Regions from separate parts of the Mus musculus genome. Here all the other regions are linked to region 1. A link is a contact called in public Hi-C, HiCAR-type and HiChIP or PLAC-seq data. All regions are on one chromosome and are shown on one strand. The core of a region is the stretch at or near the end of the contact, and the rest is flanking DNA. Distances in the headings are between cores, read along the strand shown.

Region 1 (6,863 bases), core at 2,900-5,399:
GTCTTTTGTTTTTTTTAAACCTGTGTGTAGTTTTTGTTTTGGGTTTTGTTTTTTCCTGGAACAAGACCTTAATATATAGTCCTAGCTGGCTTGGAACTCACAATGTAGAACAGAGTACCCTCAAACTCAAGAGACTCCCCACCTTGAGTGCTGGGATTAAAGTCATGAGCCATCACACTTGACCTAACTACTCTGTTAAAATTTACTTTTGTTCATAGCTGCATAGTACTCCAATCAGTTCTTGACCAAATCCTATCTGTCAGAAATCGAGAATGAGCCCAACTTTTCACTGCTGCAAAGTACATGCAGTGGGCGTTCTCATACAGAACACTTTTATTCACCACTATCACAATCATCTATAATCCTATAGTTTATAAATGCCTAACTTTGGTCAAACATGCCATAAATATCTACTCCAAAGATTTTACTTGCTTTACGATGTTTTCAGACCAACAGAAAACTTTTAAAGATTTTTTTCCAATTAATCTGTCTTTGCCTTTGATTTTAAGTCATATACAAGAGGGTCGGACAAAAACCTGGGGGAAGCTGCTCAGGTGTTATCTCGGAAATTCTTGCTTAACTGAGATCGAGCGAGATTACAGACCAACAGAGACCCTTCTTAACAAAAAGCATCCTAATTTAGCAAAAATAAGTAAACACGTTTCTATAAAACTTCCCTATATCCACCAAAGAGCAATTATTAAATACAATGATTTATATCTAATAATTCAATAGCACTTGCCAGTGCAAAGGTTTAGTGTATTTCTGAAAATCTACCCACCAAGCTTCATTTTTAACAAGCCCAATTCCCTACCGCTCAAGCCTTGGACAAGCTTTGTAAGATAAGGCCAACAACTAGGCTTCCTATGTGACCAGCCTTCAGGAACACTTCCTGTACAAATCCAAATTGTCAACAGCAGAAAACTGTCTATAATGACATCAATATAGTATTCTGTTCTTTTCCATCTTAGTTTTTGGAGTTGTTTTGGTTTTGGTTTGGTTTTGACTTGGGGGAGTGGAGGGGTGACTCTACAGCAATTCACAAATATAAGCTTCTTAAAGTATACTAACTCCAGCCACCACTTGATGCTAAGTTAGATATTTAATCTAGCTGGCCTCCCCACTCATCAAAGGTGGTCAAAACCTGATTCTACCTTTTCTAGCTCACAGTGCCAGCTGCCAGACATTTATTTAACAGCCTTCCATCTCGATGCTCACTGGCACATGTTAGAAAACTAGGATGTTAAAGAAACTGGCAGAACTTAGAGAAGAAAGGGGGGAAAAAACGTTTTTTACACAATTTGTACCGCATTTGTTTAGTACATTTGTAAGTATTTCCAAGAGGTCAAGTCTTCAAACAGTACTAGAAGTATGCTTGCTTCTTCAAGTCCACCTGGCCAACTGCACTCACTCAAGAGGCGGCCCTCCCCCTTTGGGGACTACTGACAAAGTTACTATTTTCTTTTACAACTTGCTGTTAACCCTAGCCTCTTCCACTGAAGGCAAAGCCCACGCTGTGTGTCTGTCTCCTAGAGAAGATTGCATCTTTTATTTATCGCCCCTTGGCTTTATTTTCACAGTGAATTCCTGGCTTAAATGCAATCAGCCAAGAAACCCTCCCTATGTGCTCTCCTGTCATTCCTCATTGCTCACAAGCAGAGTCAAACACAGCAAGGGGAAAGGGGGGGGCGGGGGCCACGACGCAACATTGCCAGCCAAGCCATAAAAATTCAGACTCCAGTTAGTTATACTCAGAGACCATGCATTTGATTCAATCGGCTTCAAACCGGCAGGGAAAGAGGAGAAGGTGGGCGGGGGGTGGGGGTGGTGGGGTGGGGAGTGTAACTAGAAAGAATGTTAATTAGATTTTAAAGGGGAAAAGGTGGGGGTAAGGATGGATAGCCTCAAAAACCAACCCCCCTCTTCGAGGGAAACGGTGCTGAGCAACACTGAGGGCTGTCTTTGGAAATAAATGACCATGCAGAAAATCACGTTTTCAGATTACATTAGAATTCAAATTAACCAAACAGGATTAAAACAAATCTTCTGTGTCGGGGCCACTGTCCAGACCCCCACTCCACTCCCAAGGAAAAGGATAAAAAGATTGGACCATAGAGAGAAAAGAACAAGTTAAAAGAGAGAGAGAGAGAGAGAGAGAGAGAGAGAGAGAGAGAGACGGACAGAGGCAGACACAGCCTTTCAAATCTATCAATCCTCATTCATTTGCTTCGGGGTTCATCCCTACAATTTCAACCAGTGTGGGAGGGGGGTTATAAAATACGCCTTCAGCAATCCGGAGGAAAAATATGGGGACAGGGAGGCTGCGCTGCAGCATTGTTCACTTCAATCCAGTTCAAACGTTCCCGTAACTATGGCTGGAAAAGATATCTAATCAGAAGAAAAAGAAAAGCCCCGCGGAAGGCAGAGGGATTTGAGAAAACTCTCCTGGTCTGTCAGAGAAAGAAGGGCTGTGCAGCTTTAAATCACAAGCCCTTCTCTCGCCTTTGTCAAATATCTTCTACTTTACAAGCCCTGAAAAGAAATAAAGAGGCTCTTTTGTTTGCTTTCCCCTTTTCGGAGGGTGACAGAAAATTGAAAGGGGCACAAATAAACCCGAAAGGAGAACAAACTGCCGGGAGGTGCGGGGCGCGCAGCAGCGCAGGGGCGCAGGGGCCGCGGGGCCCCTCGGTGCGGACGCCGGCCGCGGGTCACAGCGTCGGCGGTGCTGCCCGCTCCCTCAGCACCGCGCCCGAACCCCGGGCTCAGGCAGAAGTCGGGCGGCGGGGTGCCTCACGGGACGGAGAAGCGAGAGCGGCGCCCCTCAGCGGCCCGGCCGGCCGTCACTGCCGGCCGGGGTGGCTCGGGGACCCGGACGCGGACGCCGCGGAGCTCGTTGCAGACACCTTAAAGCAGCCTGAGTACGAGGGGCCGGCCGGCTAGCCGGCCGGCCGTCGGAGCCCCGAGCGGAGCGGTGGCCGAGCGGGGTTGAAGGGATCGCCACCACCCCACCTCGGACCGCGGGGCGCGGAGCAGCGCCAGAAGAAAGGACGCGAGCCGGGCAGTGCAGAGCGAGCGCCCCGGTCGGCATTGTCTGCGGCCCGCGCCCCCTCCCCCGCGCCGCACGCCCCAGCCCGAGCCCCGCGGCCACCCGCGCCTTTGTCCACGCCCGCCCCGCACACCCGCACTCAGCCTGCCGGACAGACGACCGGGACGCCGACACCCACCACCCCGCCACCGAGGGGCGCGTCCTTGCTGATTCATTTCCCACTCGCGCTAGCCCGTCCGGGGAGACGGGGGCGGGGACCAGCGGGAGGAAATGGGCGCTCCGCTCCGGGGACCGTCCGAGTCGCCCGCTGCTGCACCGCGCGCGCCCGACCCGAGGCGGCCCAGGGGATCGGAGGGGAGACCCTGCCCTCCCCCACCCCCGAGGGACAGGAGGACAGACCGAAGGACCGACGGCCCGCGGCAGCCCCGTGACTCACCGACTTGCAGGACGTTGTCTACGCAGCCACTCTCCAGCAGCGCGATACCCCGGCGGAAGGGCAGCCGCGTCTCGTCGCCGCCGTCCGCAGCGCTGGCCGCCCCCACCGACGGGGTCCCGGTGCCCGCGGCGACGGCGGCGGCGGCGGCTGAGGTGGCGGCCGGCGAGGATGAGGAGCCGCCGCGCCGCCGCGCCGCGCCCGTGCTGCCGCCCGCCGCCGCCGCCGCTGTCGTCGCCGGGGCCGCCCGCGGAGCCGCCGCCGGTGTTGAAGGACGAGTACATGCAGATCTCCCGCTCACTGCGGGGAAAGGACCAGTAGACGATGCGGCGCTGCACCGGCTCCGGGATGCGCTCGAAGCGCTCCTCCACGCGCTGGAACGGCCACTTCTCCGCCACCCTGCGCGCTGCGATGTCCAGCAGAGACTCGGGGCTTTGGGTCTTGCCCGGCGGCAGCAGCCCCAGTGCCGCGCCGCCCCCGCACGCCGCCGCCGCCGCCGCACCGCCCGCCCGCGGGCCGGGCCGACAGGCAGAGCTGTAGCCGCCACCCGCGCCGCCGCCGCTGCTGCCCCCACCACCGCCGCCGCCGCCGCCGCCGCCGCCCGGCCGGCAGCAGAGCCGTTTCGCGGGAGGAGGCTGCTGTCCGCGCTCCGCCATGACCGCGCCGCTTCTAACCCGACAGCGGAAGTGCCGGGACCCTATAAACGGCACAAGGAAGCGCGACACGCACACGCCGTGGCGACGCCACGCTGCCATCTAGGGCCCGCCGCTCCTTGTAGGGGCACGGGAGGTGTGGCCTAGGCCGTGACGACATCGCCGAGGAGGAGCGCCGATAGGGAGAACCTAGGGGAGGGGGCGGGGCCTATGCAAATCACTGGGCTGAAACATAAATAGAGCGCTCCGTGGACACGGGGGTGGCGGGGGCACCCGGGTTGGGTGCCCGGTGGGCTGTGAGAATGTCAGGCTGCTGTGACGCGGGAGGCGGGGCTCAGGCGGGGTTTCCGCGGGAGGGGTCGGGCCGTCTGCCAAGGGGAAGGGTGGGTGGGTCTCTGCGCCCCCTGTCTACTCAACTTAGCCCTCCAGCGCCCTGCCTCCTTTTGATGTCCGCCGAGCGTGGACGCTCCTCGTGGGTCGCCGCGGGGCGGGGAGGGGGGAGGGTTCCGGACTAAATGGAGGGCGGGCCGACTGCTCGATGCCCCACCCCCCAGTCAGCCGGCCCCGCGGGGAAAAGCCTCTGGGCGGAGGAGGCGCTTTCAAAACAAAGAAATGCTGCGTGAAGCCCCGGGGACGCGGCCGAGAGGAAGGCGGGGGAGGCGCGGCCCAGGCCGCCTGCTTTCCTTCCAACCCGGCGAAGCGAACTTCCCCCACCCTCGGCCGTGGCTGCGGCGCAGGGGGGAAAGGGAGGAGGGCTGAGCTCAGCCACTGTTTTCCACTTCACTTTTCGCCGACCCAGGTGGGGAAGGGGCGCGGCTGCCCCGCGTAACTGCAGCGCACCCAGCCCTGAGCCCCGGGTTCGCTCCGGCCCGGTGACACGCCAGGGAGCCGAGTCGATCGAGCGCCCGGACACGCGCAGCGCTCGGATGCTGCCCCGCAGCCGCTGGACGCGCGTCCCGAGCCGGCCGCGCCGCCCTGCCCCGCCCCGCCCTCGCACTCTTTCAGTCCTTCGGGCCAAGAAGCCGGCCCGCCCGGCTTCACCCCAGAGCCCCAGTCGCCCTCTGCCGCGACCTGCTGCAGACCCAGGGGGTCGGGCCGCTCACTTAGAGCGCACACACGGGCAGAGAGGATCGCGCAAACTCTCCAACGCGAGACGGTTGTCGCTCACGGCCGCCCGGTGGCGGACAACAGCCGCGGGCGCTCTGGAATCTGCGGCGGGGCTGAGACCTGGAGTCCTTGGCGCTCCGGACGCGCGCTGCGCTCCCTGCAGCATTGGCGGCGCCCGACCGGCGGGTCCTCCCCGCTGCAGGGCAGCAGGAGAGCGAGCAGCGCTGGGAGACGGTGCCCGGGCGCCAGCGGAGGCGGAGAAACGAGTCCCCGTCTGAACCGGGAACCCTGCGGACATTGTTCTTCGCACTCTGCAGAGCTTGGTTAGATCTCAGCCAAGCCGCAGGCTTAATGACCACGTTAGACACTCTGACTTCTTGCTCCACCTTCTGTTTTTACTGTAAACAGTGTTAGAGATACTGTCCTATTGTTGGAGATAAGCCCTAGCTCCTCTGACACTTTCGCATATTGGCTACTCCCCACTGCCTACCTGGTCTGAATTTAAAGCAACTACGCGCGTCGGCGTTGTAAAGAAAATTGCCCACTCAAAGCGAAGGCCGCCCGAGACATTGGACGTGATCCATGTCGGGCATCGGGAGCCCCAGGCTAGAAGTCCCTGGAGACAGGACGCTGGCAGACTTTCCATAGCTGCTTGTTAGGAAAATTTTGGTGACATGTTTTTGTATATTCATCCAGTATTTTTCTAGGCACCTCCTCGGTGCCTAGGAAAAAGCCGGACAGAAAACTGGAAGAGCTTTATGGGCAAGCGGAAGAGGAAGTCCCTTTCCTCCGGTTGTTTAATATCTATATCTCTTTAAGAAATAATTTTAAGAGACTTTAAAACTTAGAGTATCGGAGCAGAAAGAAGGGTGAGCCCTAGTCTGTCCTCAAAAAGTCACGACAAAAGCGTGTGCAGTACAGGTCGCTGAACATTTCCACCCGTGTACACGGGTCTCTGAATTAGAAAGTTAAAAAGGACAGAACTGATGTCCTCGGACAGAATTAATGACTCATTCAGGGTCAGATGCGGTGTTGGTGGGAGGGATTAATTTCCGTTACCGGAAAATACATACCTTTAGAGGGGGCTAACATTTAAAGAATTTGATATCGCAATGAACTAAAAGAGGCTGGATCTAAGACATGGACCTTCCCTGGAGGGATCCAGTCATTTTTTGTTAAGTTTTTTCTGGGAATGGAACATAGGCCCTCCAGCGTCAATGCTCTTGGGCTGAACTATACCCCCTAGCCCTGGGGCAATCCAGCTTCATTTTCTAATTCAAAGAAAGCCCAAGGCCACTGAAGATGATCTAACCCTACTTGATCTCCCTGGGGTCTCAAACACTGCCCACTCTTCTTTTGAGTGGTTCCCCCCATTCTTGGGTTTCTCTGGCATCCTGTTGTCTCTTCTGTTCTGGACTCTGTTTCTGTCTCTTCCTCTCTGCCTCATTTGTTTGTTGTTTCTCTTCCTCCAAACTTTAATGTGCCCTCATCCTACAGCCTATTATGATCGACTTTTGATGACACCCCGTGGAAAGTCAAACCCAAAAACCTTGGCTCATCTCTTCTCAGTGTCCAGATCACAGCGCTCACCATCAGAGTGCCTATTTCAAACTTAAAGTACTCC
Region 2 (6,730 bases), core at 3,664-6,163, 680 kb before region 1:
AATTACATCATCCAGGCATGCCTTCAGCTCACTATTCTCCTGTCTCAGCCCCCAGAGTAGTTACATTACAAGTTACCACTATGCCCAGGAAGATGTACCTTTTAAATACACAAAACAAAATCATTTTAAAATACAAGCAAAACTCCAGCGTTCTCCAAACTGTGTCCTGTGAGTCACTGCTTCAGGGTACTGCTTGAAAGAATTTTCACTCGTGTGGTTATTATACGTCCCTCTCGGTTCTGCTTATGACGCACATGAAACCTATCCTGCCTTTTGGCCAGCCACATCTCATTAAATCGATACAGGAAAATTCATAGCCTTCTATGACAGGACCTATCCCCAGGCTGTAGCTGATATTGTCATCTTCCTCCAATACTCTTCAAGATCTCACCATCCTTTTCCGGCATCTTGGTGCTGATTGGACAGGCCAAAGTTTCTATCTGTGGGTCTGACTTTCTGGCAACCCTGCTTTTGTTAGTTCATTTGCTGAAATTCTCCATCAGTTTCTATTATCACAAGTGGAAGCACAAAAAGACACACCAGTGAATCTGTCCACACAGGCGCACTGCTGGTTGTCCTCAGAAAAGCATCATCCCTGCTTCTCATGATAACCAGGAAAAATGTCTCCTTCCTTAGGATTGCTTATCCTCAGGTGTGGCAAGCCTTGAGCAATGTGGTGACAGTGGTGGCTCTGTTTCAGTGAGATTCCCTTCCACACATCTGGGTGGAATGGCAGTCCATCTAGGAGCTTGGGCCTCTCACCCAACAGAGCCTAAGGCTTCTATGCATGTTCTGCTCACAGCAGTCCAGAGAATACACATGGCCTAAGATAACTATAAACGTGGCTCAATACAAAATTACATAATTTTTGCAGTTTGAGTGTGAAGGTTTTGAATATGACAGTCTGGTCACAGTAACAAAAAGGTGAGCACACCTGGTAACTACAGGGATGGGATACAAAGAATGCTAAACAGTCAGTTTATTGGGGTGGAGATGAGAAAAGCTGATTCCCTCACATCTTATCTCTGGATCCCCTTGTTCTTTGGCTCCTCCTCTTCCTCTTTCTTCTTTTTCTTCACCTTTTCTTCTTCTTCTTCTTCTTCTTCTTCTTCTTCTTCTTCTTCTTCTTCTTCTTCTTCTTCTTCTTCTTCTTCTTTCTTCTTCTTTCTTCTTTCTTCCTCTTCTTCTTCTTCTTCTTCTTCTTCTTCTTCTTCTTCTTCTTCTTCTTCTTCTTCTTCTTCTTCTTCTTCTTCTTCTTCTTCCTCCTCCTCCTCCTCCTCCTTCTTCTTCTTCCTTCTTTCTTCTTCTTCTTCTTCTTCTTCTTCTTCTTCTTCTTCTTCTTCTTCTTCTTCTTCTTCTTCTTCTTCTTCTTCTTCTTCTTCTTCTTCTTCTTCCTCCTCCTCCTCCTTCTTCTTCTTCTTCCTTCTTCTTTCTTCTTCTTCTTCTTCTTCTTTCTTCTTCTTCTTCTTCTTCTTCTTCTTCTTCTTCTTCTTCTTCTTCTTCTTCTTCTTCTTCTTCTTCCTCCTCCTCCTCCTCCTCCTCCTCCTCCTCCTTCCTCCTCCTCCTCCCTCCTCCTCCTCCCTCCTCCTCCTCCTCCTCCTTCTTCTTCTTCTTCTTTTTCTTTTTTTTGTGTCCTCCTTCTCCTCCTCTTCTTGGTGTCAGCTAAAAACATGCCTTTCTATATACATGAATCTACACAAGATTATTTATTGAGGTTTAATTGCTGATGTTTACTTATTGACCATATAAGTTGAGAGCTACCTGGAAAAGAGGTGAGTCAAACTGTGGGTGAGGTCACTGCCAGCAGTCAAAACACGTTCTCTTAAAGTAGATATTATGGTGAAAGGGGAAAGGTGTCTGACCTCATGTTCGCCATTTCTCCCAGCATGCTCATTCTAAATGTTCTTATTTTGGATGCTTTCTGCTTAATTGATGAGATTTATTGTTTTGTAACTTATCATGTCTGATAAGATTTTGAATTTTGTATACAAATGCTTATAATACACAATTAGTTTGTTTCTTCTTATTCAGTTTGTTTTTGTGGCACTAGGATTTGAACCTTGGGTTTCACAAATGCTAGACAGGAATTTTTCCACTGAGCTAGACCACTGGTCAAATGCATGGTGTGTTTTTGCCCTCAACCAGTTAGACCCCAATGACAGAATTTATTATTTTGTGTTTCTGTGGATGGCTGTTTTAACATAAAGTTATCCTAGGACCCTGAAGATCTAATGAGCATTCTACAAAGAATTTGTTTTGTTGTTGCCTAGTGGAACTAATTAAACACATGGATGGACAAATAAGTCAAACCAGGATGCTTCTCTAATTCATCCAAAAAACCTCCAGAGAATTAGAGCTGTCTCTATTGATATCTTAATTGCTCTGAATCATTCTGGCTCTTCTAGATCTCAATAAATAACAACCTTCATGTAGTACACACTTTTGAAATGTCTTCCTTCTAGTGACCCAGAATTTATTATTTTTCTGTTGGGAAAAGAAACTCACACTCCCACATTTCAAATGCCCTGAGATATAGATCTATTTTGTAGGTATAAAAACAATAAGAAATGCTGATAGTAAGCACCCAAGGTTCAACCCTTTCAAGTAAAAATAACCTTCATATTCTTTTACAGAGATGGACTAGGGTGTGTGTGTGTGAGAGAAAATGGGACCAATGTAAATAAATCAAGGCCATCTAATCAGTTCCTTTTTTCATTTGTTTTTTGGGGACTGTGTGGGTAAGAATTGTTCTCTAAGTCAGGAGGTTCTAGATATCTGTGTGGGTACATGGAATTCTTTAACATGGAGATCGGGCGACGTTTACAGAAGTTGCAAGTGTCAGTGTGATTATGTTGAAGTCTTTAACACAGAAACTGACCTACATTTACTAAGATGCAGCAGTGATATTTCTTTTGGGCAATTTGCCTCAGGCCAGTTGTTTAACTTTACTGTGGCTCAGTTTCCTTGTATCTAAAATGGGTAAAATAGTAGGAACTTTGTTCATGGAATGATGGTAGGAAAGAAATGAACTTATATCTGTAAGTTAGAGTATCACCAGTCTTAGAGGCATCTGGTGTTAGCTGCCATCACCATCTTCATGGTTATTATCTCTTTCCCTAATCATTATGTAGAGGAGAATAAGTTGGGCTTAAACCATCTTCAGTAATTTGTATTCCCCAACTTTATTTACTGAAGAGATAAAGATATCTAGTAACTTTTATGTTCTCCACTAACTTCTCTGTAGACTTTTCTTGGTAGTAGTTTTTGGAGAAAGGTGTCATGGGTTGAAAAGTCCTAACTACCTATCACTCAGAATGTGATCTTAATTGGGAATAAGCCCATTGTGGAGGTGATAGGTAAAATGACATCATATTGGAGCAGGAGCTTCTTGACCCAGCAGGATTGGGGTGTCAAGGTGAACCTTGGACACAGGGTTTCACAAAGATGTTGTATTGACGGGGAAAACATGATGATGGGGATCAATCAACATGTCCACACCACGGGCCAACACCATAGTTAAAAGAAGCACAGAAGACGCCTTTCCACGGGTTTCAAGGACATAGCCCTGGCCATGCCTTGATTTCAGACTTCTAGCTATCAAAGTATGCAGTAATAACTCCTGCCTGTAAGGTGCTCAGTTTGTGGTATCTAGGTACAGCAGCCATAGGCACTTGACACAGATGGAAACATACCATCATGGATTCTGACTCCATCAGTCTGATCACTGAAGCTTGAGATGAAGTTGGAATGCTGAAAAACTGTCACATTGTGTCTTTAGGTTTCGATCACCAATCAGTTTTTTTCCCTCTTCTGATGTACCTCTAGAGTCTTCATTCTATAAAAGACTTTCCTAACCACTGTAAAAATGGTAATTATATGGACACACACTCATTTCTGGCACATACTTAAATGAATCTCAGATCTTGTGCTTTCTCTCCCTCTATCCTGCCTTTCCTCCCTCCCTCTCTCACCTTTCTGCTTCTTCCTTGTTTTCTCCTTGGAGGCATAGTGGAAGGCAAACAGGCAAAGTTGTTTAGAATGTTCCGGATTGCAAGCAGGCTGTTTCCTGTGTCTGTCTGGAGAGAAGGGTGTGCATGTGGTCATTTCTGCTAATTTCTCCTCCATGATTTTTCTTCTCACTCACCTAACATCAATGCCATTGGATTTTTTTTAGGCCCCAAACTGCCTCTCTGTATGCTATAGGCACTAGCTAGATACTGCCCTCCATAAATGTAAACTTAAAATCTCCCATTTTCAGAAACATATACAACTTAAAATCAAACAGCCATTGAACATCTCTCTCTTTCCAGAGCCGGTCTGCTCATCCTACAGAGGCATGCTCGGATCCCAATAATCAGCCCAAGCAAGGTTTATTTTGTTTCCAGATACTTTCTTCCCTTGATGACCTGGAATCCCTTCTAGAATTACCAGTTAAGTTCTGTTCTTAGACAAATAACCACACAGTCAAATAAAAAAAAAATCGCACAAATACCTAACCAGGGATGGGGAAAAGATGCAAAGTATAAAAGCCATCCTTAACTCATTAGCCAATGGTCTTCCGACTCATGCTTACAGTGGTTCAGCCATGATCAGGCTTTGTTCCGATCAGCAGGTAGGGTTGGAGGGGAGTAGTTTTCACGACTGTTTCTAAAATACATCCTTCAGACAATTTAGAGTAAGCATGACTGTTCCACTCATCACTTAAAAATAAAATAAAATAAAATAAAATAAAATAGTGGCCAACTCCCTCCCCCATCCCGCTCTCTGTCTGGTGGTATTTGACAATGTTTACAAAACATAAATATAGCTTTGAAAATACGGAGTGTGCTTGTTCTGAGGTCCGGACCAAGGGCATGAACAAGAGCGCGTGCTCAGCCTGCAGGAGCCTCCTGCTCTGTATGTTTCTGAAGCAGCAGCTTTAGTTCCTTCGGCTCCTTGATTAAATCTTGATTAAAATCAGTGCCGCAGTTGTCGAATGGGGAGCGGTGCTTGCCTTCTTTGCTCTGTTGTAGGTAACATCACTTGATTGCTTCAGACAGTTAAAGGTGCTTTGGTAGTAAAAGGACAGCAAGATTAATGGGCAGTCATTTCCATAGTAACAGCAAAGCACTCTGGGAAACGGAGCCACTTGGGAGCTGGAGTTACACATGCCAGGATTTCGGCTCCCATGGCAACAGCAGAGTGTGGGGTGGAGACGCGCACACTTCGAAACTTAGCTAAGGTCCGCTCGCTGAAGACAATGTATAATCAGAGTTGTCAATCTATTTTAAAACTCGGAGTTAAAATAAATCAAATTTGAGGCCACAGGCTGATGCAAAACATTTAAAATACACTGTACATCCAACTGAAAATTTCTGAAGCATAAGCACAAATAGTTTAAGAACTATCCAATTGTGACAACTTGTTAGTTTAAAAAAATCCAATTACCCAGATTTTTGTCCCAGAGTAGCTGCAGAAAATTACACAATTAGAGCAATTTTTCTCAGCTGCTCCACTATAGAAAACGAAAGTAATTATACGAAAATAGTGTAAAGTACTTTCACAACTGCAAGTTTCGGGTTTGCTTTCTTTAGAAGAAATTCTGTTTCTCTTCTAGATAATCATCTCAACAAAAAGTTGGAGAGAGCCATCAGAGAGAGAGAGAGAGAGAGAGAGCAACAGCTAAAAGAGGAATCAAGAACAAAGCAAAAGGTAAATGTAACATTAAATGACTCACAAGAAGCTGAAAAGAATCCAGAAAAATCTAAGAACTCAGCATTGCAATTACAGTAGTAAGAGAATTCTGACACACAAAGAATTCTCCGTGGTTATTAATACCCAAGTTATCATTTTTGAAGGTCTCCTTTATCCTGCATGAAATCAGAACCCATTTGGGACATCAGCATCCACTTAACACAGACGTTCTTTTCCCTTCAGGTCTATTGATCAGGTCTATACATATATCACACAGGAAGTGTGGGGATTATCTGGTGATAACTTGTAGGTGGCTAATTACTGAGAGTCTATTGTAGCAAACACATATGTGTACATATTTCATTAAGAATGGTTATTGCCAGAAGAATTTGATGTTATTGTGTGTGCATGAATAGGGAAGTCAGATAATAGTGGTCCAGCCCAGTTTCTAGTTTGGTTGCCTGTTATACCCAGGAGGCTATGGAACCAATATATTCCTTTGGCAAGTGAAGACTCTTGTCTGTGTCTTAGAAAAATGCAAAGTCTGTGTGTTAAGGCTCACCCAACATCTATGTCGAAGCATTCTTTCAGAAAGTGTCTATGTAGAACTCCAATAAGCAACAGAAGACACTGAGCTGTGGCCATTAAAACAGCCAGCATTATTGGGCCATGCCCAACATCCTGCCTGTAGCAGATTGATCCATAAGTGGATGTCCTTGGGCTTGGCTAGTCAAAGTCATTGTCCAGGATTTTGGAATCTGGGATTCCATGAGTGGACCTGGTAAGTCAGCTGACTGAAGCTGCAAACTGTAAAGCTTTGAAGTTATTAGTGGCTATGATTATTGGCTCAAGGATAAACCTTCCAGAGAAAAGAATAAAGTCACAGAAAAAAGCAGAGACAGGAGCTGAAGGCCTTATATAGAGGATGCTGAGTCCCCTGTTCCCGAAGCTCCAGGAATCTGCATGTCCCGTGGCTTGAGCAAGTCCTTCCAGGAAGCTTTCCTCCACAACCTTTGCTTGCTTATTCGTTCAGTGGCTCGAGCTCAAGCTCAGGGGT
Region 3 (7,355 bases), core at 3,010-5,509, 720 kb before region 1:
TAAAATGTGTATTGTTACATGAGGTTTTAGGTTTTTTTTTCTTTGCAAGCTAATTGCTAAGATTGTTCTTCTATATTCTTGTTATTCCTGTTCATCTTACGAAGGGTTGTAACTTTTGGCTATAAAGTTTGAAATGGCCCTTACTATGAAGCTTGTGAGTTTGAACAGAAGGCTTCCTGTTACAGTTTAGGTGTAAAATATTCCCAATGGGTTCCTGTATTTGAGCACTTGGTCCCTAGCTGGCGATGATGTTTTGGGAGGTTGTGAGATCACTGAGATATAGGGGTTACCAGGCAGCTGTGTGGTGCTGGGGGTGGGCTTTGAGGATTGAGCCCACCTTTATTTTGGTGGAAGTTTCTGCTTCCTGATCCCCAGAGAAATAACAGGTTCATCTCAAGTTCCTGCCACCACAGATGGAGCTGTCAGCTGCCATGCGTTCGTTCCCCATTATGATGGACTGTATCCCCTGAACCATGACCCCTAAATAAACCTCTCCTCCCGGAAGCTGTGTCAGGTGTTCTGTCACAGGGCTGGGAGACGTGATGACTGCAGCAACATTTGGGGGATCTTGGATAAACAGAAACTCTTCTGATCAGCCTGTGCCAGATGCAAACAGAGGAACTGAAGGACAAGGTCTCCTGAGATGTCCCTATTCCATGTACAGGAGTGTCTGCTAGACATTTTCTTCTCCCAGAATGCTCACCCCATTCCTTTCCCTAAGCCTCCAGCATCTTTATTATCAGTAACTAATTATGCCTTTCTTCTTTCCCTCACCTTCTCATCTCGCAAAATGAAAGTTTTGTGGGTTGTCAAAGGAACTGCTTTACCACAATCACTTAAGCAGACCCTTCTCCAGTTTCTACCCTTTCCTCACTTGAATCAGTTAAGAAGTCCCCTTGTCCAGTTAGGAGTACTAATGAACTAGCTACAAAAACCTATCTTTGATCTCTCAGTACTGATTCTATCTAAGTGTGAGTCTTCAGAAACAACAGAAGAGGACATCAGATCTCATTAGGGATGGTTGTAAGCCACCATGGGATTTGAACTCAGGACCTCCAGAAGAGCAGTCGGTGCTCTTAACCACTGCTGAGCCATCTCTCCAGCCTGTAAACAACTCCTTCTCCTTCTCCTTCTCCTTCTCCTTCTCCTTCTCCTTCTCCTTCTCCTTCTCCTTCTCCTTCTCCTTCTCCTTCTCCTTCTCCTTCTCCTTCTCCTTCTCCTTCTCCTTCTCCTTCTCCTCTCCTTCTCCTTTCTCCTTCTCCTTCTCCTTCTCCTTCTCCTTCTCCTTCTCCTTCTCCTTCTCCTTCTCCTTCTCCTTCTCCTTCTCCTTCTCCTTCTCCTTCTCCTTCTCCTTCTCCTTCTCCTCCTCCTCCTCCTCCTCCTCCTCCTCCTCCTCCTCCTCCTCCTCCTCCTCCTTCTTCTTTGTTTGGTTTTTCAAGACAGGGTTTCTCTGTGTAGCCCTGACTGTCCTGGAACTCACTCTGTAAACCAGGCTGGCCTCGAACTCAGAAATCCACCTGCCTCTGTCTCCCAAATGTTGGGATTAAAGGCATGTACCACCACTGCCCCTAAGTGTAAGTCTTGTATGCTGCATATTATATATATATACACATATGTATATATAAAATATATATTATATATGTGATATATATAATTGGACTACAGCTCCCTACTGATTCTTAGCTATACTTTTCTTCAGTCTTGTTGAGTAGATAGGATCTACTGAAAGCAGCCAAATGTCATGTCCTGGGTCCCACTCTGCCCTATCTCTTTTCATCTTTCTATTTCTTTCACCTCTTCAACACACACATTCTCTATCCTGCTATAAGTAAACTCAAAGCAAAAAGCCAGAAGCCAGCTCTGATTGGCAACTCTCTGGAATAACTGTTAGGTACCGTGGTATATGTCCCAGATGTGGGCATGCGCTTTTCCTTCTAAGGATCCAGGATAAGGAATAATCAGAGAAAGCATGCCTCCACTAAGCCAAGGAAGCTGGGAGCCAAATATATCTTCCAATTTCATAGACGCTCAAACCCACACAAGCTTAATGAAAAGGAACTTGAAAGGCGAAGATTATCACATTGCTTTTAGGCTCCCTGCCTGATTACTTTTAGGTGCTAAGTGCATGTGCCAATTTGTCTGACTGACTTAATGGTTTCCCTTTATGACATTGTTAATCATAATAATTATGGTAACTTACATTTGTTTATCACTTCACAGTTTTTAAAGCCGTTTTCTATCCATTATCTTATTAGATCTTCGCAGCAAACTTGGGAGGACAGATTTGCCAGGAGACAGTCCTCTTGCTGGGAATATCATCTTTATAAGCATGTGGCTTCAAGAAACATGAAGGTTGAAGAGGAAAGGGACACCAGGTGGCAGCCCAGATGCATCCACATGGACCGGCAGAGGTCACTCCCTCCTGTCCCTCTGACACCTAGGTGGGAGTATTTAGCCTTGGCTCCGTTGTACAAACATCACTCTAGCCCTGCTAAATCACTTTGCCGAACAACGGGATCAGTCCCAGATCTGCCACCCCTCTGACCTGGTCACCCCACCCGTCCCGGCAGAGAATCCCTATCTTATCTCTTCATATTATTCTCAGCACTGTTTTTTATTATTCACTGAAAGTACAATTGTAGCTCTGTTAGATTTCACTCTAAGAATGTGCAGCTTGGCCCTCTCCAAGACCTACAAGGAAGGCTGGGGGTGACTGGAGCAACTGTGCTATTTGTCTTACTTGTATCCAGAGTTAGCATAGCCTCGTGGGCCATAAGACCTAGAATTTCTAGCTGTGGGAAGCCCAGACTGCTCACTTCCCACTTAGCCCAGATGTTCAGCAGTTTTCACTCTCTAGCACTTAGACATGGTCAGGTGGCTTCTATAATCCCGCATCTATAGATGAGAAAACAGCCGGGAGGCTGTATAGCTTGCTCGAACAGCCAGTTGAGGGGAACAGTGAGAAGCCCTCACATCCTCCAGCTCCTAAACCAGGTATTGCTCCTCTATTTCGTGGTTCTCAACCTTCCTAATGCTGTGACCCCCTAAATACAGTTGTGGTGACCCCCAATTATAAAATTATTTTCCTTGCTACTTCATAGCTATAATTTTGCTACTGTTTTGAATCATAATGTAAATATCTGATATGCAGATGGTCTTATGCAACCCCTGTGAAACAGACCTTTGGCTCCCAAAGGGCTCATGACCCACAGGTTGAGAGCCTCTGTTCTATATGATAGGTGACAAATTAGTGTCTTTTTTTTGACTCCACACTCCTTTTAAAAGCTTTCAGAAATGGGAAAAAAATCCTGCAACCCTTTTTATTTAAAAAAAAAAAAAGACAAAGGCCTATTATTTCTCCATTTAATAAAACAATTTCTGCTACATGTTGAAGTCATTCAGAGTCAGTAGTAAAGCGTGTTTATTCTCAGCCCTGCTTCCTAGCCCCAGCCCTCAGGACTGTGCCCCCATGAACAGGAGTGACTGCTAATCACCATGCTCCAGCTCGCGCCTGCTTCGAAAACAGACGAGCCTAAGTCGGGTGAAGCAAATGGTCTGTTCTAGAAATTGTGAATGAGAATGAATAGTTGGTTCAATTTTATGGTTCATTTGAATGGAGGACAATTAAGCTCTGGGGATATAGCCACCATGTTTGGCTATTTGAACATTAGACATGATCTGGAGAAAGAAGCAGAAAAGCATGAACAAGCAAGAAGCGGGAGAGACCATGCAGAGAAAGAGGACCTGAACTCAGCAGCCAGCAAGAGCGGCTGCCTAGGCCGATATCTGTGGTTTAGTGCTGTCTCAAGAGCAGACACATTCTGGATGTATTCTTGCCTGTGGATCATAATGAGACAGTCTAAGGCTCTCCCCAATACATTGCTGGTTTCATGTAAATTATGTTGAAGAGTCTCTCATTCAAACAGCTTGGGCTTGGATGTTCAGGGGACCACTTTCTTGAATTATTTGCTCTAAGCATTTCTGTCTTTGGCTGGGCATAGGAAACATTCTATTCCAGCCGGTGGCTCAGCCGCACAAACGCTTGGCTGAATACATCTTCAGGTATCCAATTCCCTGGGTGTATCTCGGCTCAGTTGTACTGTCAAGGCAGCACTTCTCAGCGGTGCCTAGCTTCACCTTTCTTTTCAGTCCGCAGCTCGCTGAGAGCCACATCCAGCCTGGCCCTTGGGTGCTCTGTCCTCACTGACCCCCACGGCTCCGCTGCTTTGTGCTGCGCATGCCCGCCCCTTTCTCTTCCGCACTCATGCTGTTGCTCATTGTTTGCTAATGACTAGTTGGCAGGCAAAGGGAAGTGGCAGTCGGCCTGGCTCGCAGACTGGAAAGGAGCGTGTTTTTCTGAGAATGAAAACATTATTTGCTAAGAAGCACGTTCCAGCACTGACTCTTTCACTTTCAAAGTCCTGCTGGGCTCCTTCTGTCTCCAAGTGTCTGCACTGTCCCTTGTCACTTCCTCCCACCTCCTTCCCAGATGGAGACTGGCAGGGCCATCATATCTGGAGCCGGGGCTCCTGCATGACAGGTGTAGGCTCTAGGGGAGAAGCTAATAGGCTCTCTAGGAAGTGAAATGAAGACCAAAATAATGGGCTCTCCTTGCCAACCTTTGACACGTCTTGGGTTTTTCTAGAAGAAGCCAATAATTTGTGAGAAGATACAAGGTTCTCCGGTAGCCAGAAGTAAGTGTCCTAAGCCTGCACGATGAGCTTGCCTCACAGACTTGCTATTTGTTCCAGAGGAGGGCAGACTCTGACACCATTTCTCTGTATCTTCCTACACTCTATCTTGTTCCTCTGGAGGGCATAAGTCATAAGAGCAGGCCTTCTAGAAGCAGCCCTGACGGAGGTCAGGCTGTCCCTGACACCTTGCAGGAGGTAATGACGAAAATGTTGTCAATAATGTTAATCATTCATTTTCCCATTTTTAATCACACTCTACCAAGCCAGTTTTTAAAAATCTGCTTAAAAAAAAAAAGTCAGGCCTTTGGAATTGTGAGGCTCTCTAAGTGCTTCTCTGTCAGAGTAGGGGGCTGCCCCCCTGACTCCTCGTTCCCCCTTTAAACCACACAAAAGCCCTAAGAAAGCAAATGACTTTAAATATCCACACTGTTTTCTATGCATCCATAGCAACACAACAACAAGGAGTTCACCTGTTGAAGACAGTCAAAAGACATATTGGTAAATGCAAGCCAGGTACTGTCACAGAACATGGGTCAGTGGTGAGAGTCTAAATGGCTTTCGGTGACTATATTTTTTAGGCTTCTCGCCCCAGGATGAAGTGACAAGAAAAAAAAAAAAGCAACAAGGGCCTCTTGCTCACGAGGAGCAGTGGGTAATATATTTGTTTGTATTATGGGATTGCAGTTTTACTAGAAGGAACACTTGACATTTTGATGAGTGCCTCAAGGGATAAAAGGTACTAACTTCAGAACTTAGTTTTAATTATACTAAGGAGATTACATTATTCAAAAGCATCCCACTGGTAAGGTGCAACATTTCCTGAAACAGTTTAGTGGAAAATGCCACATTAATCAGTCCAATATTTCACTCAGAGGGCTTAATGATGGGAGAAGTTTAAAGTACTATAGCATTTGATAATGTAGAAGGGGGAAAAAAACCCTGAGTGTTCACTTGAGGAAAGGCTGGAATAGTTGTTAGTCCCTCTTGTGCCTTTCTCCATTAAAAGCTGCCTAGCCGTGTTAGGAGTTCAGGAGGGATCAACCCATGAAGCTGATCAAAAACAGGAAGACCCTGCAAAGCAGCAAACACATGCCTGGAGAAGACAGTGCTATGTGTGCGAGGTGCAACCGTCTGTCCAGCTGTACTGACCCACCCAGGCAGACCATGCCCTCTCCCTTCATTGGTCCAGCCTAGTGACATGCAGAGTATTTGCCTCTTTCTCGTTCAGACAGACAAAGTGGTAAACGCACAGGACTGCACGGAACAATGTGATCATTGAGTAATGTTTCCATCCTTTCCCACAACTCATGTTCCAACGACCATTGCCACGAGACAAGATTTGGGGTGAAAATTTGGTCTGAAAGACAGAAAACTTTGAGCCGGGCGTGGTGGTGCATGCCTTTAATCCCAGCACTCGGGAGGCAGAGGCAGGCGGATTTCTGAGTTCGAGGCCAGCCTGGTCTACAAAGTGAGTTCCAGGACAGCCAGGGCTATACAGAGAAACCCTATCTTGAAAAACCCAAAAAAAAAAAAAAAAAAAAAAAACCAGAAAACTTTGGGCTTACCTGATAAGATTTTTCCCATGGGTAAACTGAGACTCAGAAAAGACTGGGCTGCTGAAGAAGATTAGAAATTCAATCCAGGTATTGTTTGTAAACATGCAAATCAGCTTATGTTAGTCAAATTATAGGACCGAGGTTATTGCTTTTGTTTTTAAATTAAGTAAGACCAATTATCCTCATGGTACAATGATGTAAGCAAGGTATTGCAAACAACAGTGTGGTCGTAGAGGCCATGTGCCAGATCCAGTGATCCAATGAAGCCTTGGAGCCTTGGTGCTGTGGTTAAGATAAAGGCTTGTCCTCAAAGGCTTATGTAATGGAAGCTTGGTCTCAAGAAATCGGTGTTAAAAGGTAGTAGGCCCTTCGTTGTCTTAGTTAGAGTTACTATTCCTGTGATGAAATACCATGACCAAAGCAAGTTGGGGAGGAACGGATTTCTGCAGCTTCTGATTCTATTTTTTATTTTATTTTTTTAATTAGGTATTTTCTTATTTTGCATTTCAAATGCTATCCGAAAAGTCCCCATACCCTCCCTGCTCCACTCCTCTACCCACCCACTCCCACTTCTTGGCCCTGATGTTCCCCTGTACTGGGGCATATAAAGTTTGCAAGACCAAGGGACCTCTCTTCCCAATGATGGCCCACTAGGCCATCTTCTGCTACATATGCAGCTAGAGTCATGAGCTCCAGGGGTACTGTTTAGTTCATATTGTTGTTCCTCCAGTAGGGTTGCAGACCCCTTTAGCTCCTTGGGTGCTTTCTCTAGCTCCTCTATTGGGGGCCCTGTGTTCCATCCAATAGCTGACTGTGAGCATCCACTTCTGTGTTTGCCAGGCACTGGCAATAGTCTCACAAGAGACAGCTACATCTGGGTCCTTTCGATAAAATCTTGCTAGTGTATGCAATGGTGTCTGCATTTGGAGGATGATTATGGGATGGTTCCCCGGGTGTGGCAGTGTCTAGATGGTCCATCCTTTCATCTCAGCTCCAAACTTTGTCTCTGTAACTCCTTCCATGGGTGTTTTGTTCCCAGTTCTAAGAAGGGGCAAAGTGACCACACTTTGGTCTTCCTTCTTCTTGAGTTTCATGTGTTTTACAA
Region 4 (7,206 bases), core at 2,850-5,349, 650 kb before region 1:
ATGGAGATACATAGAGCTTAGAGGGCAGGTGGAAGGAGACATGCTTTGGACAGCTTCTTCATGAGTGGTTACATCTTCTCCATGACTAGTGTTTGTATGATATACTCGTCATAGTCTAGATTCTGATACTGACTTATGCTCCTACAATCTAATAATAATTAAAGCACCTTCTCCTTCTCCCTCCATCTTGACAGCCCTGAGAGTGGTAGTTGCTGTCTTCCACTGTTTCAAACTTCATTCTTTCATTTTCCATTCTCTGTCATTCTATCACCCACACAAACAATTCCCAGAATTAAATTGCCATTGATTTAAAGACCTAAAGAGACTTTAAGTGTTTTCCTAACTTAACCCTGAAAGTAGTCCAAGAAGCTGATTTTTCCTTAATGAACCTAAGAGCCTGGAGATACTGCAGTCAATTGTCTCCTATTTGGATGAGCCTTATGTAATAATGAAACAAACACAAAGGAAATCAATCCAAAAGATAAAGAAACAGATGCTGGTGACTCTGAGCTAGCCCCTGATCAACCTCTATCTGATGCTAGCTGGCTTTTGGCCTTTCACTTACTGGAACCAATAAGAGGACTTTTTGTTTCAATGCTAACTGTTACCTCTGTGTATAGGGGTCTTGACTGTCAAATCAATTACAAATTATAGACGGTGAAATATCTGATTCATGCAGGTGACGTGGGTTCCACTCATGGGAACAACAGGACTTGTCTTCCTGTGTGTTTTACTTACTTGTTTTCTCAAAAGAGGAGATTATTCTTACAGCCTCTCCCTTTTATTGGTCTTTCTGTCTTTTACTGTGTGAGTCCCCTTTCTCTTGTGATCTGCCACATCCTGACAGGGGCTCATATATCCACTGCATCAGTGGAAGGGACAAAATAAAAAATTTATGTCATCCACATTGACAGACCTGAAAAACTAGCCTCTCATTTAAATATTGCAAAAAATTGAGTTATATGCTACATAAATGACAGGAGAATGGGGCTCTTAATCTATGTGAAAGGAAATTGGATTCAAGTTGTTTTATCTCTTGCAGATGTTCAACGTTATTTTTGTCAGCTAGTAGTTAAGTTGAAGAGAGTCATCTTTCTCAGAATAGAAACATGAAATAATAATGTCCTCCAGCATCATCTCATCATGTTAAGGCACAAGATGGATGAGATCCTTATGAGAAAAGATGCAAATGATACTCAGTTTGAAGTATTTGTTGGGAGTAGAGAGAGGCTGAAGTTTTGCCCTGTAAATATACTTCTTCTGCATGAAGATAAAGAATAACAGAGACTCTTTGTCTCGGGTCATAGTTTCTTGAGAAATTAATTTGGGGGCACGGATAATTCAGTAAAGATGTGAGTTCAGATGTCCCTAGGCAGGAAATTGATCTTAGAGCATAATTTGGACCCAAGGTCCTCAGAAGTGATATCTCAAGGTTACGGTTGTGACTTTCCCTGATCTTACACTTTACAAGAGGTACGAAGGCTTTCTAGGGTGACTTGGTCTTGGGAATCCCCAGGTTCTGGCCTTTTTTTTTACCCTTGTCATTGAGTGCATTGGCATCTCTTAAACCGAAACAGGCCCATTTGTCATCCTTTCTGTCTCAATTATTTGACTTAAAGCACAAAATACCTCTTCTTCTTCAACCTCAGTTTCTAGCCCAAATCAACCCAGGCACGTATCTTAGTGGGCTCAGCCTCTTAGAACTGTGAGTAAATGCTCTCCTTGACACGTACCACTTGGGGGCTAAAAGGACAATAGAGTGTACCTCTGAAGATTGTTGTGATGGTTTCTCCCAGAAAAGTACATGACTGCCTCAGTTTCCCTACCTGATACTATGTGGCATAAACTAGGCATGGCATCTTAAGAATCCTACTGAACTTGGCCAAGGCTTTGCTGCCCCAGTGGAAGATGATGGTGGATTCTATTCCCTCCGTCTGTTGTCTCCAGAGCCGGGTTTTGAGAATCAGGCATAGATCCAGATCAATGTCTCCAGGCTTCAGGCTGCCCTACTATCTACCCTAGTTGCCAGTGTCTCTCCATCTTGAGTTGATGTGTTAGCCTGGGACACATTTCATGACAGCTCTGACATGTGACACAGGAAATGAGCCCTCCCCTGGACCACACACAAACATTGGAACAGAACCTTTTACCTGAATGAATTCATTCAAGTCCCACTAACATTGTTATGATTACATTGTTAAGTGTTAGTATGATTTTTAGTTAGACTCTGTATTATAAGTGCCTGTTGTTTACTGATATTTTTGAGCTAGTCTCACTGTGTAATCTAGGGTAGCTTTGATTTTTTCCTGCCTCACTACTCTAAATGCTTAGATTCCAGCCATGTACCACCACGCTAAGCTATAAAAGGCTCTTTAGAAAATAGTAATAATAATTATTATTTCATTTGTATTATGTAAAAAACGTCTTGAATTAAAGGGTCTATATTTATTATTTAATTCAACCTCATGCGAAGATATTAATTTGGCAAGCTTTGAGATGCAGAAGGAATCTCTAAGGTCGATTTCTCTCTAGTCACAGAAGTAAGGATTTGTTTGGGTTTCCATTGCTGTAAAGAGACACCATGACCAAGCCCTACTCTTATAAAGGACTGTAAAGGCTGGCTTACAGGTTCTGAGGGTCAGTCCATTATCATCATGGCAGGAAGCATGGCAGCATCCAGACAGGCATGGCACTGGGGGAGCTGAGTTCTACATCTTGGTCAGAAGGCAGCCAGGAGAAGACTAACTCCCAAGTAGCTAGGAGGAGGGAGGGCCTCAAAGCCCACTCCCCAAAGTGATACATTTTCTCCACCAAGGTCATACCTACTCCATGAAAGCCATACACTTGGGCAAACATATTCAAACCACCAGAGGATTCTAATACAAGTCTGTTTGATGTTATAACTTGTACGTCAGCCTAGATACCCAGACTCACTTATGCGGTGGGTATGTGACTTATAGCGATATAATGATCCATCCTAAGATGCAGTTTTACTATTGAATGACTATGATGGTTTGCTATCTTACATCTTACTTATAGAGAGGAGTATGTCAAGAGTGGCACTGAGAACAGCGGTGACAAAAACAAAAACAAATATGATAGCAAACTTCATTTAAATGTCACCATCCAGAGGAAGAATCATGCCCCTGTTTGGAGTGGGGAAGGAGACTACCTCATGCATTTTTGAAAGAATGTTCGTTTTTATTTACCTTTGCTTTTGTTGTGCTGGGGATTGAGGCCAGGAGCTTCCTCTGGTTAGTTTATATTATACAGTCTGTTCAGAGAGGATGCTGCGTGCTGACACTTTATATACATTAGCTGTGGTTTTAGATATGGTTTCCCTAACAGCTGAGCATGGCCTGAGGCAAGGAATTTGGTTATGGTTTAGGATGTGGAAGCGTAGGGCAGCAAACGTCAAGGCATGGTACATGTGGATCGATAAGACGACACTGTCCTGGAGATGCTCCTGCCCTGCTCTTCATGATGAGCTAGGCTCTCTACTCAGCCTGTGTGCCTTAAGACCCTGCGCAGCTCTTCTAGAAAGCCTGGGTGGAGAAGCCATGCCTCATGCTAACTAACTGAAGAACAGAAAATGCCCAGATCTAGTCTGTGTAGAGTGCTTTGGAAACAGGCACTCATGGTCCATTCTTTCCTGGGGGAGGGCACATTCCTACATTGGCTAGATGGTAAACAAACGATTTAATCGTATAAGGATACTAATAGCAGGCCTCCTGGTGAACTGAATGTTTTTTTGCTAGCAGGAGAGTCCTTATCCGTGGAATGCTTTTAGCAGAGTGTACTTTGGTGTCTAGGATTTCTTAGGTAAACAACGTTGGAGTCCTCTGGTTTATGAGACACAGCCCTCTGGAAAATGTCCTGTAAATTATGTAAATATCTGAGTATAAAGTGGAGATCTTTCAGATGTTCCCTGAACTCTGGCTACTTCTGGACAAGTAGATGGCCACATACCATTCTTGAGAAAGCTCGTGTATTTTCTTATGCCAGAACCCTTCTGATGCAGGAGTAAAGAAGTCCCGAGAGGCACCCCTGGCACTTCTCAAACTCCTGTATCCATGTTTCCTTGTTATTTGCGTCATCTAAGTTATAGCAGAGCTTGGATCAGGCATGCCGTCTCCAGTGGATGCGCCTCACTTGGCCATCTGGCCTCTGTAGTGCCTTTTGCTATCTTGATTTATAGTCATTTCCTTATCGATAACACTTTAATTATCTAGCATTTCATAACTTGAAGTACTATTGCGAAGCACAACCCTGACCACATCATTGTCTGTGTTTTGTCGTTTCTTTTGAGTGATTCCAAAGAGGACTGGTCTTTTCTGAACTGCTTTCATAGCCACTAGAGGGAAGCCTCTGAAAGTTTTTGCCTAGTGCTCTCTCTCTTATGCTCGCTACTACAGGAAGAGAGGAATCTAGGGGAGAGGGGAGGAAAGAGAGGAAGAAGTGGAAGCAGAAGGGAAGTCATTGTCATTGCTGTCACTAGGTCCTCTGTAAGCCCAGCCTTTCCACCACTCTCTGGGACCATCATTCTGTTTCATCACCCTTCTATTCTCAGTTCTTAGAGACCTGGTTCCTGCTCCAAACCCTTTGCTTCTTGGATTTCCTTGCTCTTTTGACAATAATTAACTCCTGCCTCAGGTACTGAGGACACCCAGCGTGCTGTTTCGCCAGAGAGCCACATTCGGCATTATGAGCTGACTTTGTAGTGTGCACAGGATGCTTAGCCCAGGATTCATGAGTAATCATGTAGAGCTCAAGATGGGTAAATAAGGCGTGGCCAAGCAAGCATTGATAGAGGCTGCTATACAAGGATACATAACATGCCTTAGGAGCCCACAGGCAGGAGAATTAATCACAGCATGAAGATTCAGATAGGTAGTCATATTGAGAGCTTCCCAGCCTAGCCTGAAGCGACTAAAGAGGTGGCCTATGCTGGTAATACCTCTGAATAAGTAGTCTATAGTCACTCTATCATCTGCTCCCTTGGAAGACACCAGATTAAAGTAAGTTGCAGTGGCTCTGAGTTGCTAAAAGCTTGGGCAGAGTTTCTCTGTTCTGGTGCTTTGAATGAGACTGCCCCAATAGCCTCATATATTTGAATATTTGATCTCCCTTTGGTGGAACTGTTCGGGAAGGATCAGGAGGTGTAATCTTGTTGAAGGAGATCTGTCAACAGAAACAGGATTTGAGTTTCAAAACCCTGGGCTACTCCTTGTGTCTCTCTGTCTAATGCTTGTGGAACAAGGTGTGAAAGCTTAGCCACTGCTCCAGTGCCATGCTTGCTGGCTTAATGTCATATTCCTCACCATGATGGTCATGGATATTTCAACCCTCTAAAACTCTAAGCTCCAATAAACTCTTTCTTCTATAAGTTGCCTTGCTCATGGTGTCTCCATAACAATAGGGAAGTTACTAAGACATCTAATAATGTCCTTTCTCTAGACTTTACTAAGGACGCTAGCTGGTCTCTCTGGCCACATTCTTCTGTATAGGAGGAGTATCCTTTGCTTCAGTAGACCCTAGCCCAGGGATGAATTTGGATGGGTTCTCACCTTTGCTCAGATGATTACAAAATCAAAGGGTAGAATGTGACACTCCTCACCTTGCACCCATTGCCTTTCTGAATTGTCTTTTAGAAAATTGTGAATGTTCTATCAGAAAAATCATCCAATCAGACAAACGTTTCACTAGTTGTTAGGAAGCAGTACACACTCCCTTCCTACTGCATGGATGAAGTGGAAAACTGACCACAAAAATGCACGTGATACGTGTGACCACACCCCGATCCACCCCTGGTCTTTCTAAAGCAGTGGTTCTCAACCTTCCTCATGCTTCCACCCTTTAATACAGTTCCTAATGTTATGGTGACCCAATCAGCAATTAAATTAATTTTGTTGTTGCTTCATAACTAATTTTGAAACAGTTATGAATCATAATGTAAGTATTTTTGGAAACTTAAATTTGTCAAAGGGTTCGTGACCCACAGGTTGAGAACCACTGTTGTAAAGTGTGTTTCTAGAAAGTACCAACTGCTTATTCATCCGGTTTCTGACAAACTGAGGAAAAGTAAGATGCAGAAGATACAAAGGGAGACTGGGGATTGTTTGGAACTGAGACAGCAACATGAAAAAACAAGTTGTAGTTTACGGAGGGGCCTTATGGGACTATCTGCTAAGCCAGGTTAGAAAGTTGCCCTCTCTCTGTGTGCTTCAAACTCTGTGGCTGAGTTATACTGTCCACCCATAGAAGCAACTGGATGTGAACATTTTTCTTTTTTTTAATTAGATATTTTCTTCATTTACATTTCAAATGCTATCCCAAAAGTCCCCTATACCCTCCCCCTGCCCTGCTCCCCTACCCACCCACTCCCACTTCTTGGCCCTGGCATTCCCCTGTACTGGGGTATAAAAAGTTTGCAAGACCAAGGGGCCTCTCTTTCCAGTGATGGCTGACTAGGCCATCTTCTGATACATATGCAGCTAGAGACAGGAGCTCTGGGGGGTATTGGTTAGTTCATATTGTTGTTCTACCTATAGGGTTGCAGACCCCTTCAGCTCCTTGGGTACTTTCTCTAGCTCCTCCATGAATGCTCTTTCATGTTACACTTCTAAAGTTGTCTTCTTCTTCTTCTTCTTCTTCTTCTTCTTCTTCTTCTTCTTCTTCTTCTTCTTCTTCTTCTTCTTCTTCTTCTTCTTCTCCTTCTCCTCCTCCTCCTCCTCCTCCTCCTCCTCCTCCTCCTCCTCCTCTTTCTCCTTCCTCAAAAATTTTTTAAATTAAGAACATTTGGAAATAAAACAACAAACAAACACTTCATTTTTATGTGTTACTAAGATATGAGGTCTGGGAAGGCATCACTGGTCACAGAAGTACTCATTTTTCTCCCCTCCCCTCCCCTCCCCTCCCCTCTCTTTTCCTCTCCACTCTCCTCTTTTCTTCTCTCTTCCCCTCTTCTCTATACCCTGCCTTCTAGAGCACTAGCTTCAGACTACAGTTCTCAGTGTTCCATCTTTTGAAAACTTCAATGAATTCTTTAAACTCCAGTTTGAGGGGAAGTCCCCGAGGTGAAGGAGAAAAGAAAGTAATGTTGGTGTTTGTGGTCTTGAAACAGAGAAAGAAGTGCTGAAAGGCAAGGAGATCAGGCTTAATGTGAGAGTGTGATTCACACAACATTTTCCAATGAACTCACACATG

Evidence for each region. Hi-C and Micro-C count contacts between places; a contact is called where the count stands out from the background. HiCAR-type assays count read pairs that join an accessible place to other places. HiChIP or PLAC-seq counts read pairs in DNA pulled down with a chosen protein or histone mark.
Region 2: an H3K4me3 HiChIP or PLAC-seq map of neural tube shows a contact between it and region 1, with 5 times the contacts expected there. The contact joins the enhancer-like site here to the promoter of Zswim6 in region 1. A contact is called at or near these places in 3 of 39 promoter capture datasets (the 3T3-L1 cell line, cranial neural crest and hippocampal neurons), 5 of 115 datasets of contacts at active chromatin or transcription factors (astrocytes, embryonic forebrain, embryonic hindbrain and 2 more) and 1 of 9 other capture datasets (embryonic stem cells).
Region 3: a contact with region 1 is called in a HiCAR-type map of astrocytes, with 3 times the contacts expected there. The contact joins the enhancer-like site here to the promoter of Zswim6 in region 1. A contact is called at or near these places in 9 of 39 promoter capture datasets (the 3T3-L1 cell line, the C10 cell line, cranial neural crest and 6 more) and 8 of 115 datasets of contacts at active chromatin or transcription factors (astrocytes, craniofacial prominence, embryonic basal ganglia and 5 more).
Region 4: a Hi-C map of uterus shows a contact between it and region 1, with 2.3 times the contacts expected there. The contact joins the enhancer-like site here to the promoter of Zswim6 in region 1. A contact is called at or near these places in 4 of 39 promoter capture datasets (the 3T3-L1 cell line, cranial neural crest, embryonic stem cells and 1 more), 7 of 484 Hi-C or Micro-C datasets (cerebral cortex, cortical neurons and uterus) and 9 of 115 datasets of contacts at active chromatin or transcription factors (astrocytes, craniofacial prominence, embryonic basal ganglia and 6 more).

Annotation. Positions count from the first base shown.
Region 1 is chr13:107,885,915-107,892,777 of GRCm38.p6, forward strand. It overlaps Zswim6 (zinc finger SWIM-type containing 6), which reads right to left and starts at 4,150. Exons shown (of 18, transcript NM_145456.3): 1 at 3,690-4,150; 2 at 3,680-3,688; 3 at 3,672-3,677; 4 at 3,667-3,669; 5 at 3,483-3,664. The coding sequence starts at 4,135.
Region 2 is chr13:107,202,933-107,209,662 of GRCm38.p6, forward strand. No RefSeq gene overlaps it. Among named protein-coding and RNA genes, the nearest start is that of Gm31715, 4.2 kb to the right of the region's middle. Within about 2 kb of position 4,914, at least 12 of the 459 cell types and tissues checked have an H3K27ac peak or open chromatin away from gene starts, as enhancers often do. A contact at or near this core is called in neural tube, where this site is marked.
Region 3 is chr13:107,164,567-107,171,921 of GRCm38.p6, forward strand. No RefSeq gene overlaps it. Among named protein-coding and RNA genes, the nearest start is that of Gm31715, 42 kb to the right of the region's middle. Within about 2 kb of position 4,260, at least 135 of the 459 cell types and tissues checked have an H3K27ac peak or open chromatin away from gene starts, as enhancers often do. A contact at or near this core is called in astrocytes, craniofacial prominence, embryonic basal ganglia and 5 more, where this site is marked.
Region 4 is chr13:107,234,827-107,242,032 of GRCm38.p6, forward strand. No RefSeq gene overlaps it. Among named protein-coding and RNA genes, the nearest start is that of Gm31715, 28 kb to the left of the region's middle. Within about 2 kb of position 4,100, at least 11 of the 459 cell types and tissues checked have an H3K27ac peak or open chromatin away from gene starts, as enhancers often do. A contact at or near this core is called in uterus, where this site is marked.